Regions from separate parts of the Mus musculus genome. Here regions 1, 2, 3, 4 and 6 are each linked to region 5. A link is a contact called in public capture Hi-C and promoter capture Hi-C data. All regions are on one chromosome and are shown on one strand. Each heading gives the region's core, a stretch centred on a gene start, on an enhancer-like site or on the middle of the called end of the contact. The rest is flanking DNA. Distances are from core to core; before and after follow the strand shown. Region 1 holds the start of F630206G17Rik (RIKEN cDNA F630206G17 gene). Region 2 overlaps Clint1 (clathrin interactor 1). Region 3 holds the start of Cyfip2 (cytoplasmic FMR1 interacting protein 2). Region 4 holds the start of Thg1l (tRNA-histidine guanylyltransferase 1-like (S. cerevisiae)). Region 5 holds the start of Il12b (interleukin 12b). Region 6 holds the start of Fndc9 (fibronectin type III domain containing 9).

Region 1 (2,700 bases), core at 113-2,612, 1.4 Mb before region 5:
AGGCTGTTGCTTTCTGGATGCTAATCAGCTGTGAAAACTTTTGATCTTCTCTGGAAAACACACACAGACACAGACACACAGTCACAGACAGACAGACAGACAGAGACACACACACACACACACACACACACACACGCAGAAACACACCCTTTGCAATGGACCTCTTCAGAGAGTTGGAAAGGGGAAGGTGGCTTTGCTGGAAGTGCACTGGTTTCGTTTAGCAGTTGTTTTCATTCCTTGTAGGGCTCAGTGAGAGCCTGGAATATCCAGTAATATTTGAGTTCCCTCTACCAAATGCAGTGAGGATTTTGTGTGTTTCTCCACGATAAAATACCCATTTCAAAGAGGGCAATGGGGCAGTTTAGTGCTGCATGGGCAAGCCCTCCCCCCCCCCCCCCCCGTGTTCCACCCCCACACTGCAAAAACAAATAACAAGTACAAAAGAATGCCCTCCCCCAAATTCTCCCTCCCCCGAAAAGTTCTAGTTTTTAGTAGCTTAGAGATTCACAATAAACTTCACAAACACCTTTTCAAAGGAGATGGGAGTGGAGTGGTTAAGAGACTTATAGGTGTTTAAGGGGATGCTATCCTACTGTGGTATTTTAATGGCACTGCGTTTTTGTCAGTAGGGGTTGGGACAAGTGTCCTATTGCTACCTTACACACCTAACTGGATACTGGATACTTTGCAGTGAGTGACATTGTCTTTCTAGGACACAGTGTTTTGCTATATAGCCCAGGCTCTCTTCAAACCTTTCTGCACCCTCACTGCTGTTCTTTCTCCCCAACTTCAGCTTTTACCCTCCCCCCTCTCCTTTTATTTATTTATTTATTTTTGAAGCGAGATCTAATGTAGCACAGGCTGGCCTCAGCTTGCTCTGTAGTCAAGGATGACCCGCAGTTGCTGATCTTCCTTCCTCCACCCCCCCCGCCCCCCCAATGTGAAGGGAATTTGGGTTCCTTTCAAGTTCTCAGTCTCACTCATACAAAGATTTAAAAACAGACTCAGAAGGGAGTTAGAGGACAGTTAGAGATCCGGAGAAAAGTGGCTGAGTAGTCAAGGGTAAATGTCAAGCAGCTACTGAGAGGAAGGAGAGAGAGGGGAGCAGAGAAAGTCATACCTTTTTGAGTTAGGGTCCGAGACAGCTGGGTGATCAGCGATGGAGGGAGGGCTGTATAAAACTGCATGGTAGATGGGGGGGTGGGGTGGGGGCTTCAGAGAAGTAGTCTTGCACCGAGCTCGAGGGCAAGCAAGCTCACCCAGGCTTTTGGCCAGCATCGACAGAGATAAAAGAAGAAACACACTTGGCGCAGGGCTGCAGATCCAAGTTTAGAGGCCATCTTATTTCGGGCTCTTGTGGTCTAGGGCACCAGAATGATTGGGCCGAGGACACGTGGTTAGAGACAGAAATATAGTTTATTAAGGAAGGGAAACCACTGCCCAGAACAGAAGTGGGCTTGTGAGTGGAGAGAACAAGCCACAGCAGGGCGAGGTGCAGAGCCGATTACACGGCATTTCTATGCTTTTCTCCAGCACGCTTTCTTCATGGGAAGAAGTCCAGGTTTGGAAGGGTTTCCAGTCTTCCAGCATAGTGGTCTGGAGCATGCTTTGTTTCTCCTGCGATCCCCAGGGTGGGGAAAGACTTCCTTCACTCTGAACATCTTCTTTGGATGTTCATTTTAATGTTTCAGACTCTAGGCTCTTCTTTCCAGCCACACAAGTGTTGAGAGTACAGGCATGTGTTACCACCACACCCACCTTCAATATAATGAGTTTATTTTATGATCTAATTGGGGTATTGTGTGTTTGCACTGCTGAGGTTAGAACCCAGGACCTCACACATGTAAACCAAGTACCTTAGCACTGAACTATGTCCTTGCCCCACTCCCTGCCCTACTTTCCTGAATGCTTGGGTTAGATACATCAGTACTAATCTCTCACTTAGATCAGGCTCCCTTGATGGTGGCATTATTAATATTTGGGGCCAGATTACTGTGGGCTGACTCTGCCCTGTGTGTCCCTGGCCTTTATTTACTAGATACCAGTTAGTATTTTCAATAGTGAAATATCTGCCCAGATATTGTCACATGTCCCTTAGGGGTGAGGTTGCCAATTTAGCAAATACAAATAGAGACTGTCTAGTTAAAATAGAATTTAACTAAGGAAACAGCAAACAATTTTTATAAGTATAAATTCAGCTGGATGGACTCTACAGGCTCAGGCAGTCTACTGGGATGAAGTGTGTGCAAATTCCCCCCCACCCCCATGTTTCTTAATGGTTCTTCTAGATAAAAATTTGCATGCACCAGTGATCTCATATTATTAACCACTTCATGCTTGTGATTTTGCCCCACTCTTGGCTATTCAAGTCCTCGTGTACTTTCCAATTCAACTATGTCCCTCAGTCAGTCCTCATGGTACTTACCAATGAGCATTATTGGCCTTGGGCACAAGAGGAAGTAGAACTACTTAAAGTATAAGAAGATGAAGTGAGACTTAGTCACAAACCAAAACCAGGCAAGGCAACTCAGGATGATGTCTATGCAAGCACTGTCCTTCCACAAATGATGAAGGACCGAGCCAGCTAGGCATCGGAGACACTCTGCTCCTCCAAGATCTCCACAAAAAGTCAGGCCCAGAACTTAACACAAGGTCCTCACCTTGCCAGTTGGTTAGCAGATATTTCTGGGTAGTGGCTAT
Region 2 (2,700 bases), core at 48-2,547, 1.5 Mb before region 5:
TCAGTCCTTAAAAAATGTTTTTAAGCCTGGGAAACGTGATGGCAGTGCACGCCTTTAATCCAAGCACTCGGGAGGCAGAGGCAAGCAGATCTGAGTTCGAGGCCAGCCTGGTCTACAGAGTGAGATCCAGGACAGCCAGGGCTACACAAAGAACCCCTGTTTTGTACTAAGCCCTATTAACACAGTTTTTCTAGTTGTACTGGTGACACGTTTCTCTCCACTCTCACTCAAGAGACATACAGCTTGTGGAGCAGTAAGTTAAGACCTAAATTCCTTATTCACAAAGGGACAAAGCCTACAAGGTTGACTCACACTAAAAGAGAAATGGAATGTTTTTAGCATTCTATTTTTAGTTGGCTTAGTTTCTAATTTTAATACCTATTTTCTAGCACTGACTTAGGAAAACTTTCTGTAGCAGGCACTGAAACATCATCTCTAGAAGACTAACTGTAATGGAAGATTATGATGGAGCATGTATCAAAACAAACTCAAGAACAAGATGACACACAGCCTAGGTTTCACATATGCAGTTATAAATTTGGTCAGATAGTCTACAGATTTTAATCAAGTATTTTAGCACATTTTAGCAGATATTCTGTAAAATGCTAGCAATGATGATGTAAACACACACACACACACACACACACACACACACACACGGCTATGGAGATGCTCATCTGCTGAGGGGGCCATGAGCAGATGCTTGCTTACCTCACTGGTGGTCTGTGGCCCTATCACTTGCATGGGAGTCTTATTATACATACAGGACATCTGGCAGGTCCTTACACAGTCTCATGTGCAAGTGCTAGTTTTTAAATTTAACTTCCTTCTGTAGCAGAACTTCATTTAAGATCCACGGCTAAATATATATTTCAAATGAAGTTATTAAAAAGTAATTCTGATGTCAAACCATGTTCAGTTGCTTTTGAGATAATATTAAGCTAAATTTTAAGGGCAAAAAACCTTGCAGATTTCATTTAAATTCTGCCTCAGTTACTATATTAATTGTTATATGTATATAAGTCAGTCTACCATTTACACCAGAGAAGAAAAAACACTCAAAGGGTTCTTTCTGCTCAAAGCAATTTTTTGTTCAAAGAAATCTTGGGTCACAGAGGAGGAAAGTCATGGCATACAGATGATCTTCCCAGTTACTTAATTCTTTGACTTAAACAGGGCCTTTTCATAGTTCGTGCCAGGAAGTCCAAAATAACTGCTATTCTGTGACACATTAGATGGCTGTATGCTAACTACCAGTTCGCACTGTAGCTCCAATCTTAAATATACAGAGACAGCACCCAGCGGCTGTTCAGACACCCAGGGCAGCGTTCTGCTGCTGTGAGTGTGGCAGCCTCTCTAGGTCACAGTCATTGTAGAACAGTGACAGAAGGGTCTCAGAACCAGGTCAAACCAGATGCCTTGCAAGTTTATTCCTAGGCCAGTAGTTCATGACAGCATGAGAGAAAGAAAAGAACTGGTGGTTTTACAATCACTAATCTATTTATGAAAAGCAATTTATATCACGGACTTGTGCTTAAAGCAAAAAGCAAGTCCAAAAGCTTTGCTTTTGGGAATTATTTACACAACTTGAAAACAGCTGCCCTTTGGACATTAGTTCAACCTGCATCCTGCTCATCTATATTTGAATGTAATCAACTTTAAAGAGCCTTAGAAAAACTATCCTTAAAAAGCTCTTACCTTGAGCTATTTTTTATTGGAATACAGTAGTTTATTAAGACTGTAATCATCAAGTGCAATCCTATGGTATCCAAGTTGTTAGGAATTACTCAAAGTTAGCACACACTGGAGATCACAAGAAGAAATCCTTAGTCTCACCACTGAGACAGGCGTCATCCACTGTTCAATGTGATGTTCTCCCCCTTCTCTCTGACAGATCTGGGTATTTTGCCCAGGTTGCCTGGAGACCCTCTCAACTCTGCTTGCCAAGAGCTGTAGGCACAGGCATGTGCACTCCACCCTGGCCACAGCCCTCTTCCAATAAGCTTAATAGGAAGTCAGTTATATATATTCATATAGTGCCCCCTTCCCTGCAAAGCACCCAGCATGCTTATAACTAGGTAATTACAGTCAATTATTGCCCTTTGACTGACGATTACTTCCTTTATTTGACTTTTCCAAGAGCCCAAGAATTCCAGTGTCTGGGTCAGCACACACTCGCTGACAGATGAAAAAGTAGTAATGAGCATATATCTGCTTTGACAACCATAATGAAGTTTAGGGCATGTAACAAAAGCATACAGAGTAACACATATTTTTATAAAGGAAAATTTAAAAGGTGAATGTTAATGTAAATTTTCACATCTTAACAGCTTAAACATGCAAACAACAAAGCCTCCAAACTCTTTGTGAAAAATGTCATCAACATATTAGACTCTGAAGGAGGAAGCAGTATGGAGAGGAGAGGAAGCCCTGTGAACTGAGACATGTCACAGTGATCTGAGGTCACATTTACCAGTCACTGAGACTTGTGGACTACAACCAACAGTTTTTCCTCTCAAGGCCTAAAGGTCAGAAGGTTTAAAACTAGGTGAGATCTTTCTAAAGCTTTGAGAAATGGGTGTCTGACTGTAAGGCCGAGAAAGCAAAGGTAACCCACATAGTCACTCATAGGCACCAAAGAAATTAGGGTAAGGGGTTACCAAATTCTCACCTTCTTCCTGTTAGGCAGTCAAATAATTC
Region 3 (2,716 bases), core at 24-2,523, 1.9 Mb before region 5:
CCATACACACAGAATAAAATAAATACTTTATATACATACACACACACACACACACATATATATATATATATATATATATATATATATATATATATATATATATATATATATATATGGTACCCAGAGCAACTATTATTCCCTTTATTGCAGGTACTGCATCTCCCACTCAGAGCAGTACCATGCTGGGGTGGGTTCAGGTCAGGACTGAATGCAGCTGGCCTCATCCCTACCTAAAGCCCTCCGAGTTATGTCTCAAGGAGCAATGGATTCTTTGAAGAGCCCTAAGCAGCATCTAAGAGGCTTCTGTCTCCTCAGCTCCTTCCTAGGTTTGCCTAAAAGTCAGCTTATCATGATTTTGTCCACGAGTCAATTCTACCTCAATGGGATCGACATGGGCACGCGCGCGCGCACACACACACACACACACACACACACACACACACACACACGCACACACACACATAATAGCTGTACATTTTTACACTAAGAAATGGAAAGGAAGTAGATGTTTCTCTTTGTTTTTAAATTATTACATTTATTTATTGTGTGTGTGTATGGGTGTGTGTATGTGTCTGTGTGTCTGTGTAATGTGCATATATGCATGTGGGTGGAGGTCAGAACACAATATACAGAAGCTGTCTCTCTCCTTCTACCTTGTGGATCCTGGGAATCGAACTCAGGTCATCATCAAGCTTGGCTGCAAGCGCTTTCTCCCGCTGAGCCTGTGCCCTCTGAGCCCGTGCCCTCTGAGCCCGTGCCCTCTGGGAAGTTATTCTTCAAGTGGTGGAAGGGCTCAACCTCTCACTTAGCCTGCTCCCTTCTTTGGGAAAGCAGCTGTCATTGGACTCCTGTTAGGTCAGTTAATGCTGGCAAATAATAAGCTCCAAGCGAGCAGGGGCTCTACTGCACACTAGTGCGTGCCTGGCTCTTGGCAAGATGCTTGGAACAAAACAGGTAGTCGATAAAGATGTGGTGAATAAATGACTATATGAAAATAATTTGACACCGGGGAGATGCGAAAGGAGCTGACGCTTCCTTCCTTCTGGAGTGGCAGGTGTCGCTGGTGATGCAGGCGGCAGCAGGAAAGTCGTCCCTCCTCCACCTCCAGAGTCCGGAGGCTGGATACTCTAAGGCTGGAAGGTATGGGTTCAGGAGGTTGCAGGTCAGGGGTGCGCAGGGAGCCCCTCGCCGCAGCCATTTCCGGCTCTTTGTGTGACAGCAGCCGCGGCGAAGGGGCTGGGCACCGCGGCCAGGGGAGGAGCCGCGGCAGGCGGAGAGGCGGGGCCGCGGGCGGGGCGCGGCGGTCCGCCGGCGCAGCGGCGGAGCGGGGCTAAGCATCCTGCGCCCCGGCGCGGGGCCCTGCGGTAGCCTCGGGTCCCTCCCCTGGACCTGCCACCGAGCCAGGTAAGGGACTCTCGGAGACAACAGGGCTGATGCAGGAACCGAAATGCTGCCTAGGCGGTGGATGCGTTCCTGAGGATGCGCGAGGGGCGGGCGCCACTTCTCCCAGCCCGTTGGGGGCGCTTGGCTTGGCGCCCGAGGCTACACGGCTTCAGGTCCCTGGAGGCCGGGCTACAGGCCTGTGTTGTCCCTTCTCCCCTCGGCCGCCCCGGGCGCCCTGGGCAGGGAGCGTTTTCCAGAAGTCGTGGGTACAGCGCAGAGCTCCGCGCAGCAGCCTCAGCGGCAGCCACAGCAGGTGCGTGGCCTGGGCCGGAGCCACCCGCCCTAAAAAGAGGCAGGGATAGTCTCGGGGACCAGGGATACCTGCAGGGGCCACAAGCCCAGAGGGGGCTACATCCCTGCACCTACATACTGCAGATCGCCGGGCAGTCCCCGCCTCTGCGGTCGCGGCCACCATCATTCAGCCAAGGCCAGAGAGAGCTGCCTGGGCCCGCCTGACAGGCAAGGGGGTACTGGGCGCCCGCGGTGAACCGAAGCCGGGTGGGGCCGGGGCCACAGCGGCACGGTTTGGGAGAGGAAAGCTCTGATGAGCCGGGAGGCATGGCTGACCTGCTTCGAAGCGTTCTGGCCTATACTAGCGCCTCTCCCCTGGATGGCTTTGGGGAGGAGAAAGGTGGGGTGATGGAATCCTAGGGGTCAAGGTTTCCTTCGTATTTAGCTGCCCACCTGTCTGTTGTGGGAGATTGCCACATCACCTTCAGGAAGGTAAGCCCTCCTGTGTGTACAGGAAGAGGAGTAGCTTGTGGCTAAGGGTGGGGGCAGGGAGCATGGTTGAACCGACTGTTGGTTTTCTCCCGCGACTATCTGGGTGTTTTCCAGTCCAGACTTAGAACTTGGCTAGCCCAATTCTTTAGTGCCCACAGCCCCACAGTTGGGCAGGAAGACTTAGGGATCAGACTGACGACTGACTGTTGCTCCTAAGCAACCATTTCTACCTCTTGACCCCTTCCCTTAGAAGTGACCAGCCTTATTCTTGGGCACAGGCCCTGCAAGAACCATTGCCTAGCACTCAGTGACACCCCCCCCTCCCGCCATTGTCGGAGGACAAAAATATAGATTAATATCTATAGTCGGGATTGTAAGTCCTTGAAGGTAGTTGTCCCTACCACCATCCCCCCTTCTGTGGCTTTCCCCCCCTCCACCCGATGCTCCTTGGGTCCCTTCTCTCCTGTCAAACTTGCTTGAGAAAGGAGCCAGTGAGTGGTATTTATCTTGAAGAGCTAAATACAAAAGGTTTTCCCATTGGATGTAGAGC
Region 4 (2,779 bases), core at 134-2,633, 1.6 Mb before region 5:
GTGTAAGAAGTTAGTGTAACAATACTTCCAAAACTATCCATGAACTTTCCTCTCTTTGAGTATTGTTATGTTGCCTGGGCCTTCACTTATTCCATACATGATAATCACTCACTGTTGTTCTGATACTCAAATCACCTCAGATTTGCTCAGTGGCAGCACTAGTCCTCTGGGCTCATTTTGTCACTTCGTCTTATTACTCCTAGCAGTTCTTTCCCTTCTGCCACAACATGTGCCCCAGTCTCATTTTGTGTTTTCTGTGACTCATCTAACTAGGAGGCAGTCACTTCTTCTAGGAGTATACTCTAGTGGAGAGAGGTGTTAGCAACCACGAATTGTATGCCTATTGCTTTCAGGGTATCATTTCATCTGTGCCCAGTGGGCAAAGCTAGGAAATGCATTTTAAAACAATCCTGAGTTCAAGAGTGGGCAGATGGCCCTGTAATTATTATGTTTGCCAGGCAAGCGTAGAAATCCAAAGTCAAATTCTCAACATTCAGATATAAAGTGGGATGTGGAAGCTTATACCCATCAGCCCCAGTGTGAGATAGGCAGAGAGAGGAGGCTCCCTCAAACTTGCTGGCCATCTAGTGACTTCTAGGTCAACCAGTGAGAGCCAGGATCAGTGAAAGGCAGTCTTAAAATTAAGATGAAGGGGGATTGACGAAGATACTTGATGTCTTCCTCTGACCTCCACAGATGCACATAAACTCACCCACACACATACAAAATCTTTTAATAGTGATGAGTACAAATTTTAAATTCACCTAATGACATATGGCAGGGTAACCTGCCTCTGGTATTCACTTTTGGAAAGCCTGAGAAAGGAAGGACACACCATGTGGCTTCCAGGGATCAAAGTTATCACACCTGGCATCAAGCATCTTTACAGACTGAGTTGTCTTGCTGGCCCTTTCTTTGTTTAAATCACACTTTACTGGAACAACCACTAAATAACTCTAGAAAAAAAAAAAAAAAAACCAAACAGGGTCAATGGAAGAAAATACAAAATTGTACAGATGATCAATTTCTATTTTATGTTCCTTGTTTAAACTTACCTAGAAGAATCTAGAAGATCCTCCCCACCCCATCCCCGAACTATAAAGTGATAATTTAGTGTATTTCATCTTAGCAAGGAATTTAGAAATGCTACTTAGAAATGCTTTATAAATGCTATTTAGAAGTACAAGACAAAAAGGTCACAACTATACTTTTAAACTTGGTCACAAAACAACATCTGATAGCTTGCGATTTGCTGCCTACGGGGTAACAGACAGGCACCCACAGCCCAGAAGAACACGCCTGGCAGCCAGCTGAGTTGAAGGCAATAGAGTCAATAGAGAAACCTCCACCGTGGCTAGAGCGGCTCTGACAGCGACAGGAACTTCCGGGGTGGGGCCCGTCCATTGCTTCCTTATGGCGAATGTGGGCTTTCCGCACAGCGAGGATCGGCAGTCTTTTGGCTGCTACTTCCGTTATTTTAAGACGGTGCCTGAGATTGGGGGTGGCCATGGCCAAGAGCAAGTTTGAGTACGTGCGGAATTTTGAGGTTCAGGACACATGCCTGCCGCACTGCTGGGTGGTGGTGCGGCTGGACGGCCGGAATTTCCACCGGTGAGCTGGAGGGGCGGGAGACCGCGTGGTGCGCCCACACTTCCGGGAAGTGCGCCTCTCGTAGTTACCGGGGTAACGCGACAGCCAATGAACACTCAGCATTGAGCGTCGCCTGAAGGACTTGCTAGGTGGTTGAGATATTTAAAAGGAACTGGGTACTGTAATTGGTGAAAAACCCGTGCTACTTTAGCTGAAACCAGTTTGCAAGAACTTTGTGTGTGTGTGTGTGTGGGGGGGAGGTGTCATTTCTCGGTCCACTACTTAAACTTCAGTCACACGTGCGACCCTTTTGTTATTTTTGAGAGTTGTTAAGAGGCCCGCATAAGCCTAACTGTGGTCATGAGTTGATAGTATGTCCCGTTCTCATAGTCAGCTTCATATTACATGAACTGACTGCACTAGAGTCAGGAAGAAAAAAGGAGAGTAAACTATTGGGGACTTAATTTCAATAAAGGGCTATGTTATTCGTTATTACCATTTTATAGCTGTTTAAGTACATAGAGCTATAGTAATGTTTATTGAGCACTTAGTAAGAGCATTTTGATCTCCTAATCAGCAATACAACCTGATAAGGTAATAGTGTTCTCAATTCACCCAGTAAGGTGAAACTTCACAGAAAAGTGGATTGAAGCCTAGCAGTTGTATCCCTTTTTGTCAGTGTGTCAAAGTAAGAAAGAAAAACGTGTTTTTTTTTTTTTTCTGTACATGCTTATGCGTAAGTTTAGGGTTAATGTTGGGTGTCCCTCCTCAGAGCTGTCCTCCTTGTTTTTCTTGAGACAGTCTCTCATGGAACTTCCTTGGAACTCACCAGATACTCTAGCCTGGTGGTCATCTAGCCCCAGGAATCCTGCCTCCACCTCTCCAGCACTGGGATGACAAGCAGGTGCCACCAAGCCCCCACCCTGTTTTATGTTTTGGGGCTAGAACTTGGTCCTGACAGTTTACCTACTGAGCTATCTCTCCATCTCTCTTAACTGCCTCTGTGGATGGTGTTGGTGATGACACTCTCCACCGCTTGTGCCCCTCTCTTTCCTCTATGAAGGTTTGCTGAGGAGCACAACTTTGCCAAACCTAATGACAGTCGGGCCCTCCATCTGATGACCAAATGTGCCCAGACAGTAATGGAGGAGCTGGAGGACATTGTGATTGCGTACGGCCAGAGTGACGA
Region 5 (2,700 bases), core at 165-2,664:
GATATGTAAAAATAAAAATGCCCAGAAACAACAATGCACAGTACAGATGGCGTGGCTGTCAGGGATGGCAAGGAGGGCACGGGCAAAGGGCCTTGGTTCTACAGCCAAACAGACCTCAGTCTGCCACTTGTTAGTTATGTGACCTTGACAAGTTGTGTTGACTTTGTCAAGCCTGTACTCCTAGATTAAAAATAACTCTGTCAGGTTAGGAGTTCATGAAATGATCCACAGAAAGTGCCAGCTTGAGCCCCAAATGAAAACAGGACCCCAAATAGCTACTCTTCCCCTTCAGCATCGCTGAAATGACAATCATTTGATTACGTCTTTAATGTCTGTCCCCCCTTTCCCATACCGAGGTGTGTGACAGAGGTCATATCTGTCTAGTCTTATATCCAGAATCTAGCCTAGAGAGAGTCCATGGATTGTTGGTGCAATAATCACAGTATTTCAGATCTCAGCAAAATGAATTCTTGGGGGTGACCTAACTTCATCTTGAAATGCCTTGCTTGAACAAACGGAGCCCCCAGCTGAGGCTCAGTGATCCCTGGGTGAAAGCAAGATGTCACCCTGCCCCATCACCCTGCCCCATCTGGTGCTCATGATTTCACCTGGGCAAGCAGAGGAAGCCAACCCATGAAGATTAGCCTTCCCTTTCTCACAGATTTTAGAACCCTTTAGGAAATAGTTTGGAACATGCCTTGGGCTTTCCAGTTTTGAAGAGGTGGCAAAGTTAGTTAAAATCCAAAGGAACCCCCAAACCCAGCTCTCCACTTTGATTATCATAGCTGATTCTAAAGGCCATCACAGGTAGGACATTCAGTGATGAGCTTAGGCTTGAAGGGGTACATGAAAGGCTTTTTTTTTTTTTAAGTTTCACTCTTAAGGCAAGAACAGAATTTTAACAACACTCCTTAACACATATGCATTAATACTTAAGAAAATGCACATAGTATATGTGTCTATATAGACAAAGCAAACCTTTCTATCAAATACACATCTGTCCACAATGCTTGGCACATATTATTAGTAGCTCAATTTTTTGAGACTCTCTCAAACTCATTACACAGCTGAATCTGGCCTTAAACTCCTGTGCATTCTGTTTCCTGCCTCCCAGATTTGGAGATTACAGGTGTGCGCCATCACATCTGTAATTAGCTGACTTTTTAAATGACTATTTGAAGCCCCTGTCGTCAAAGCCCCTGGTTTCCACCAGCGGGGAAAGCCATCCGAGATGCTCCCAGAATCCACTTACCCCACTCCCACGCTGCCTGGTTCAGGGGTAGCCTGTCCCCTGGAGTCTGAATCTGGACAGCCTCTAGATGCAGGGAGTTAGCGACAGGGAAGAGGAGAGAACTTACCTTGCTTTGCTGCGAGCTGCCTGGTCTGATGTGCCTGGACACCCACTGTTCCTTCTGCTGCCTTGGCTGCTCCTGGTGCTTATATACTCTACTCCTACAGAACTTTCTGATGGAAACCCAAAGTAGAAACTGACTAGTCTCAATTGCAACACTGAAAACTAGTGTCAAAACATTCTGGGGGAATTTTAAGAAGTTCCTCCCTCCCCCCCTTGCCTCCCTGAGTGCATCTATCATACAGAGGGAATATAGACGTCGAAATCCCAGGTTAAGAGGAAATGACTTCGGGGTGTGGAAAAAGGAAGGAGGCAGAGATACTAATTTCTGTTTACATCATGCCTAAGGTGAATAGAGGCGGCAATGGCTAACCTCTCCCGATTCCACAGACTGCAGAAAAAGGAAGGACTTGCCCCAAACCGAGTTCATGGTTCATGCCACAATCAAATAAGTAGGTGTTACAGGCCCAAAGAATAAAGGGCCTAGTGTATCTGGGCCACCTTTCCCCATGTTTTCTTGTTAGCATCTAAATTCAGAAGGTATTACCTCCTGTTTGGCTCCACGTACCCCCTACCTCATACCTATGTTGTCTGTATCCAGGGACAGCTCTGGGGAGGTGAATAACTAATAAAAGTCATAGTGTTTTGAGGGCGTCTCTTATGCTTATAGGTCCTTACTCATGGATTGATAGCAGCATGAACTGAGCTAGACATAGGCAAGCGTACAGATGATTCAAAGGTCACTCTTTTGGGTACCCATACTATATTCTCACTTCAGTAATAACGTGTCTGTGGTCCTATAAACCCTTTGTAGTTTCTCTTCTTGAGGAGTTTAAAATTGCAAAGAGGTGTGCAATCCTGTAAGTTGATGTTACCTCCCTTCCTCATCCGTGCTCAGAAATATTAGCTCTTCTTGCACATCCAGTTCGCATACAGATGAGAGCCACTCTCAGAGCCGCCGATAGAGGGCGCGAAGCGAGGACATCCTCGCGGTTGGGACGCAAGGGACACAACCCGCCGCTTCTCCATTCCTGTCCCTGGCCTGGGTTCCCGCCTCCTGGGAAGTTCCTAGGGCTGAGGTTGGACCCTGTCAGGTTTCGGGCGGTGTAGATTTCCGGCCTAACTTTCTTCCAAGTGTCAGTCTGCCTGGGGCGCGGGGAGGGGGAGAGAACTGCGGAGCTTCCCAGCCACACACTTCCTCACTCCAGCAGCCCAGCTGCAATCCCTCTTTGGTCCTGATCGGCTTCAAACTGAGGGTGGAGACATCAGTCACAGCAAGCTAGCTAGTGGCATCCCTGTACTCCTAGGCTTCGAGTGAAACTGGTTTTGCATACAAGATCATTCTTAAG
Region 6 (2,754 bases), core at 250-2,749, 1.8 Mb before region 5:
AATTGCCCCATAACTTCTAAAAGTAGCAATAGTACTATGACTTTTGTGACTGTCTAACCCACTAGTTCCCAACTTTCCTAATGCTGTAACCCTTTAATACAGTACTTCATGTGATGGTGACCCTCCAACCATAAAATTGCTTTTGTTGCTACTTCATAACTGTAATTTTGCTACCGTCATGACTTGTAATGTAAATGTTTGTGTTTTCCAATGGTCGTTTGGCCCCCAAAGGGGTTGAGAACCACAGCAAATCGGCAGTTGCTGGATCCAGGCTGTGCCAGGTGGCTTCTCCCACAATAACAGACTCCATTCCCATCTTATTAATGAGCGGCCTGGAGTATCAGCTCACAGGAAGAGAGAGAACTTACCCACTTAGCCACTGTATTTCAATGCAGAGCCCCTGAGTTCAGTAATAGATTATTATTGTTGATTATTTATTATTATTATTATTATTATTAAATTATTGGTAAATGAGGTACCCTGGTTGGCTGTATGGCAGATGAGCCCTGTTCAGATTGTAAGCCTTTCAGCTTTGGTAAAGGAGAGGCATCAAGGTTTTTGGGTTTTCTTTCATTCTCTCCGATTGAGAGAAAGCTTTCCTTCTGAATCCCCCCTGATCAAAAATCTAGACAAGCGTTGCCAGGCTCTATATGTTCCGGTCTCCCTCTGCCTTCTTCTCCATTCCCCATCCCCAGCCAGAAGTGCAGATGCTGCGGAAGATTGAAATGGCAAGCGGGCACGTTCAGCCCAAAGTGAATATTAAGCCAAACTGATTTCTGTTTCTGGGCTTGTGTTGTTAGGCTAGGTGAGCCAGGGGAAAACGTAACAGCGTGAAGTAAGTTTTCAGTCCTTGGTTTCCATCTCTAAAGACAGTGACATGCTTGAGAAAGCAGCTTCCTCCTCTCCACGTGGCTGGGAATTTGCACCCAGTAAATGGGAAATACAAAAGATGAGGCAGGGGTGTACAGAGCCTCCCAGAGATGGCTTTCAGAAGGAAACGGACTTACTCTCCCTCGGGTCTCTTGATGTATGCCCACCTCCCCACCCAGGGACCTACATACCCAACAAACACACTTCCAACCTCCGTAAGTGGGCGGAATTCATACCCTGTTAATACACAGGCGCCCTGTAAGGCCCTCCCATCGGGGTGATCGGGCATCCTGTCCTTGTACACATACCTCCCCTTCTGCTTGCCTCCCCCCTGCTGCTGGCCATCTTATAGCCTGGGTTCCCTGCAGCAGACGTTTCTAAGAGCTTCCACCGAGACTGCTTCTACAGCATCTCCAGCTTCCAGGGACAAATCCATCTCTTCGTATTTATTTTTTTTTTTCTCCCCGTCTTCTGTTTTTAAACTCTTCCCATTTTTAGCTATCCAGTCCCCACAGCCTGGCCCCTCTCCAGGCAGAGTGTGAAAGGAAAAGCCATTTTTATTTCCAAGACAGCCATCCATGCCTCTTACCTGATGCTCGCAGTGTGTCTGGTATAGACGTCTCCCCTCTGAGCCGGAGCGGACCGGATCCCAGGTGACGAGCTTCTCCCTCTTCTCCCTCCTCCGCACCAGGCTCTCCTTGATGTTTCTCACTCACCACTGAGTAATCCCACTGTCGCCCCCAACGCTCACATTATTCATTCTTCAGATCAGCATCATTCACCATGGCAACCAGCAGGCATCTACGCACAATGCTTTCAGGGACCAGTCTGAGTAGGCTTTTGCCAGTGAAAGGAGCTTTGGTTCCTTCAGCAAGAAACGAGCAGGTTGAAAAATTTTGCAGGTTGATCCCCAAGATAGCACATTCTTCTAGTGCTTGTGTATTTTCTCTGTAGTTGGCGCTCTCTCTCTCTCTCTCTCTCTCTCTCTCTCTTCAGGTACACATGTTCATGTCATACCTATGTAGAGATCAGAAGGCAGCCCTTAAGTGTCATTTCTCCAGAACCGTCTACTCTCTGTTTGAGACAAAGTCTCTCATGAGCCTGGAATTTGCACCCAGCAGGCTAAGGCCAGCTGGCCAGTGAGCTTTGCAAGCTCTGAGGTACAAAGGCACACCCCCGTGTCTGGCATTTTTATGTGGGTTCTGGGGATTGAACTCAGGTCCTGAGGCTCCTTGAGGTAAGGGGTTTACTGCTGAGCCATCTTGAAGGCTGACCAGTGATCATTGTCTTACTCCATCTCCATCTGTGGATAGTGGTTTCAAATGCAAAGATGCCCTTCGGTTCTGTGGCGAACTTGTCCCCTCCTTTCCTGTCCCACTTCCCCCCTGGAAATTCTCCCCCTCCTTCCTCTCATTTCCTGCAGTGCCTCTACATGATGGTTCTGGGCGAGATTCTTGTATTGCCTGGATCCCAGTTCCTTCAACTCTAAAGCTTCGAACACCTCAGGGGCAAAACACGGGTACCAACATTTCAAATACCCTTGTCAAGATTGCTCAACCATTATCTCCCATGGACTGGTGGTCCCTCAACATGAACTTTAGAGCATGGCTTTAGAAGTAGAGCCTTCATGGGTGTTAATTAGTTAAGGATCGCGAGATGAAATCACCCTTGATCACTTCTATGGAGTCTTTCTAAGAGAATGAACGTTTGAACCCATGGAGACACACACACAAGAGGAGGCCATGTGGAGGCAGAGGCAGGAGTGGAAGCAATGGATCCATGAGCAGCGGGCGGGGATAGGGGATGGGGATGGGGGGACGGGACAGGGGAGCTGTCCTGCAGACGTGCTGATTTCAGGCTTCCTGTCCACAGAACTGTGTGAGA

Evidence for each region. Promoter capture Hi-C pulls out the DNA fragments that hold promoters and counts their contacts. Capture Hi-C pulls out chosen DNA fragments and counts their contacts.
Region 1: a promoter capture Hi-C map of pre-B cells shows a contact between it and region 5, with 26 times the contacts expected there. The contact joins the promoter of F630206G17Rik here to the promoter of Il12b in region 5. A contact is called at or near these places in 9 of 39 promoter capture datasets (the 3T3-L1 cell line, the C10 cell line, hematopoietic stem and progenitor cells and 5 more) and 1 of 9 other capture datasets (liver).
Region 2: a promoter capture Hi-C map of liver shows a contact between it and region 5, with 4 times the contacts expected there. The contact joins the enhancer-like site here to the promoter of Il12b in region 5. A contact is called at or near these places in 7 of 39 promoter capture datasets (the 3T3-L1 cell line, the C10 cell line, hippocampal neurons and 3 more), 1 of 115 datasets of contacts at active chromatin or transcription factors (astrocytes) and 1 of 9 other capture datasets (embryonic stem cells).
Region 3: a promoter capture Hi-C map of liver shows a contact between it and region 5, with 5 times the contacts expected there. The contact joins the promoter of Cyfip2 here to the promoter of Il12b in region 5. A contact is called at or near these places in 2 of 39 promoter capture datasets (liver and pre-B cells), 1 of 115 datasets of contacts at active chromatin or transcription factors (large pre-B cells) and 1 of 9 other capture datasets (liver).
Region 4: a contact with region 5 is called in a capture Hi-C map of macrophages, with 4 times the contacts expected there. The contact joins the promoter of Thg1l here to the promoter of Il12b in region 5. A contact is called at or near these places in 6 of 39 promoter capture datasets (the 3T3-L1 cell line, the C10 cell line, hippocampal neurons and 2 more), 2 of 115 datasets of contacts at active chromatin or transcription factors (astrocytes and large pre-B cells) and 2 of 9 other capture datasets (adipose tissue and macrophages).
Region 6: a contact with region 5 is called in a promoter capture Hi-C map of pre-B cells. The contact joins the promoter of Fndc9 here to the promoter of Il12b in region 5. A contact is called at or near these places in 4 of 39 promoter capture datasets (the C10 cell line, hematopoietic stem and progenitor cells, liver and 1 more).

Annotation. Positions count from the first base shown.
Region 1 is chr11:45,806,745-45,809,444 of GRCm38.p6, reverse strand. It overlaps F630206G17Rik (RIKEN cDNA F630206G17 gene), which reads right to left and starts at 1,362. Exons shown (of 4, transcript NR_045876.1): 1 at 1,121-1,362.
Region 2 is chr11:45,895,593-45,898,292 of GRCm38.p6, reverse strand. All of the region lies in intron 8 of Clint1 (clathrin interactor 1), which reads right to left. Among named protein-coding and RNA genes, the nearest start is that of Clint1, 45 kb to the right of the region's middle. Within about 2 kb of position 1,297, at least 8 of the 459 cell types and tissues checked have an H3K27ac peak or open chromatin away from gene starts, as enhancers often do. A contact at or near this core is called in liver, where this site is marked.
Region 3 is chr11:46,310,915-46,313,630 of GRCm38.p6, reverse strand. It overlaps Cyfip2 (cytoplasmic FMR1 interacting protein 2), which reads left to right and starts at 1,273. Exons shown (of 31, transcript NM_133769.3): 1 at 1,273-1,404.
Region 4 is chr11:45,954,107-45,956,885 of GRCm38.p6, reverse strand. It overlaps Thg1l (tRNA-histidine guanylyltransferase 1-like (S. cerevisiae)), which reads left to right and starts at 1,383. Exons shown (of 6, transcript NM_001080969.3): 1 at 1,383-1,611; 2 at 2,654-2,779. The coding sequence starts at 1,421.
Region 5 is chr11:44,398,777-44,401,476 of GRCm38.p6, reverse strand. It overlaps Il12b (interleukin 12b), which reads right to left and starts at 1,414. Exons shown (of 8, transcript NM_001303244.1): 1 at 1,359-1,414.
Region 6 is chr11:46,234,302-46,237,055 of GRCm38.p6, reverse strand. It overlaps Fndc9 (fibronectin type III domain containing 9), which reads right to left and starts at 1,499. Exons shown (of 2, transcript NM_177075.4): 1 at 1,460-1,499. The region is part of intron 23 of Cyfip2 (cytoplasmic FMR1 interacting protein 2); the gene reads left to right.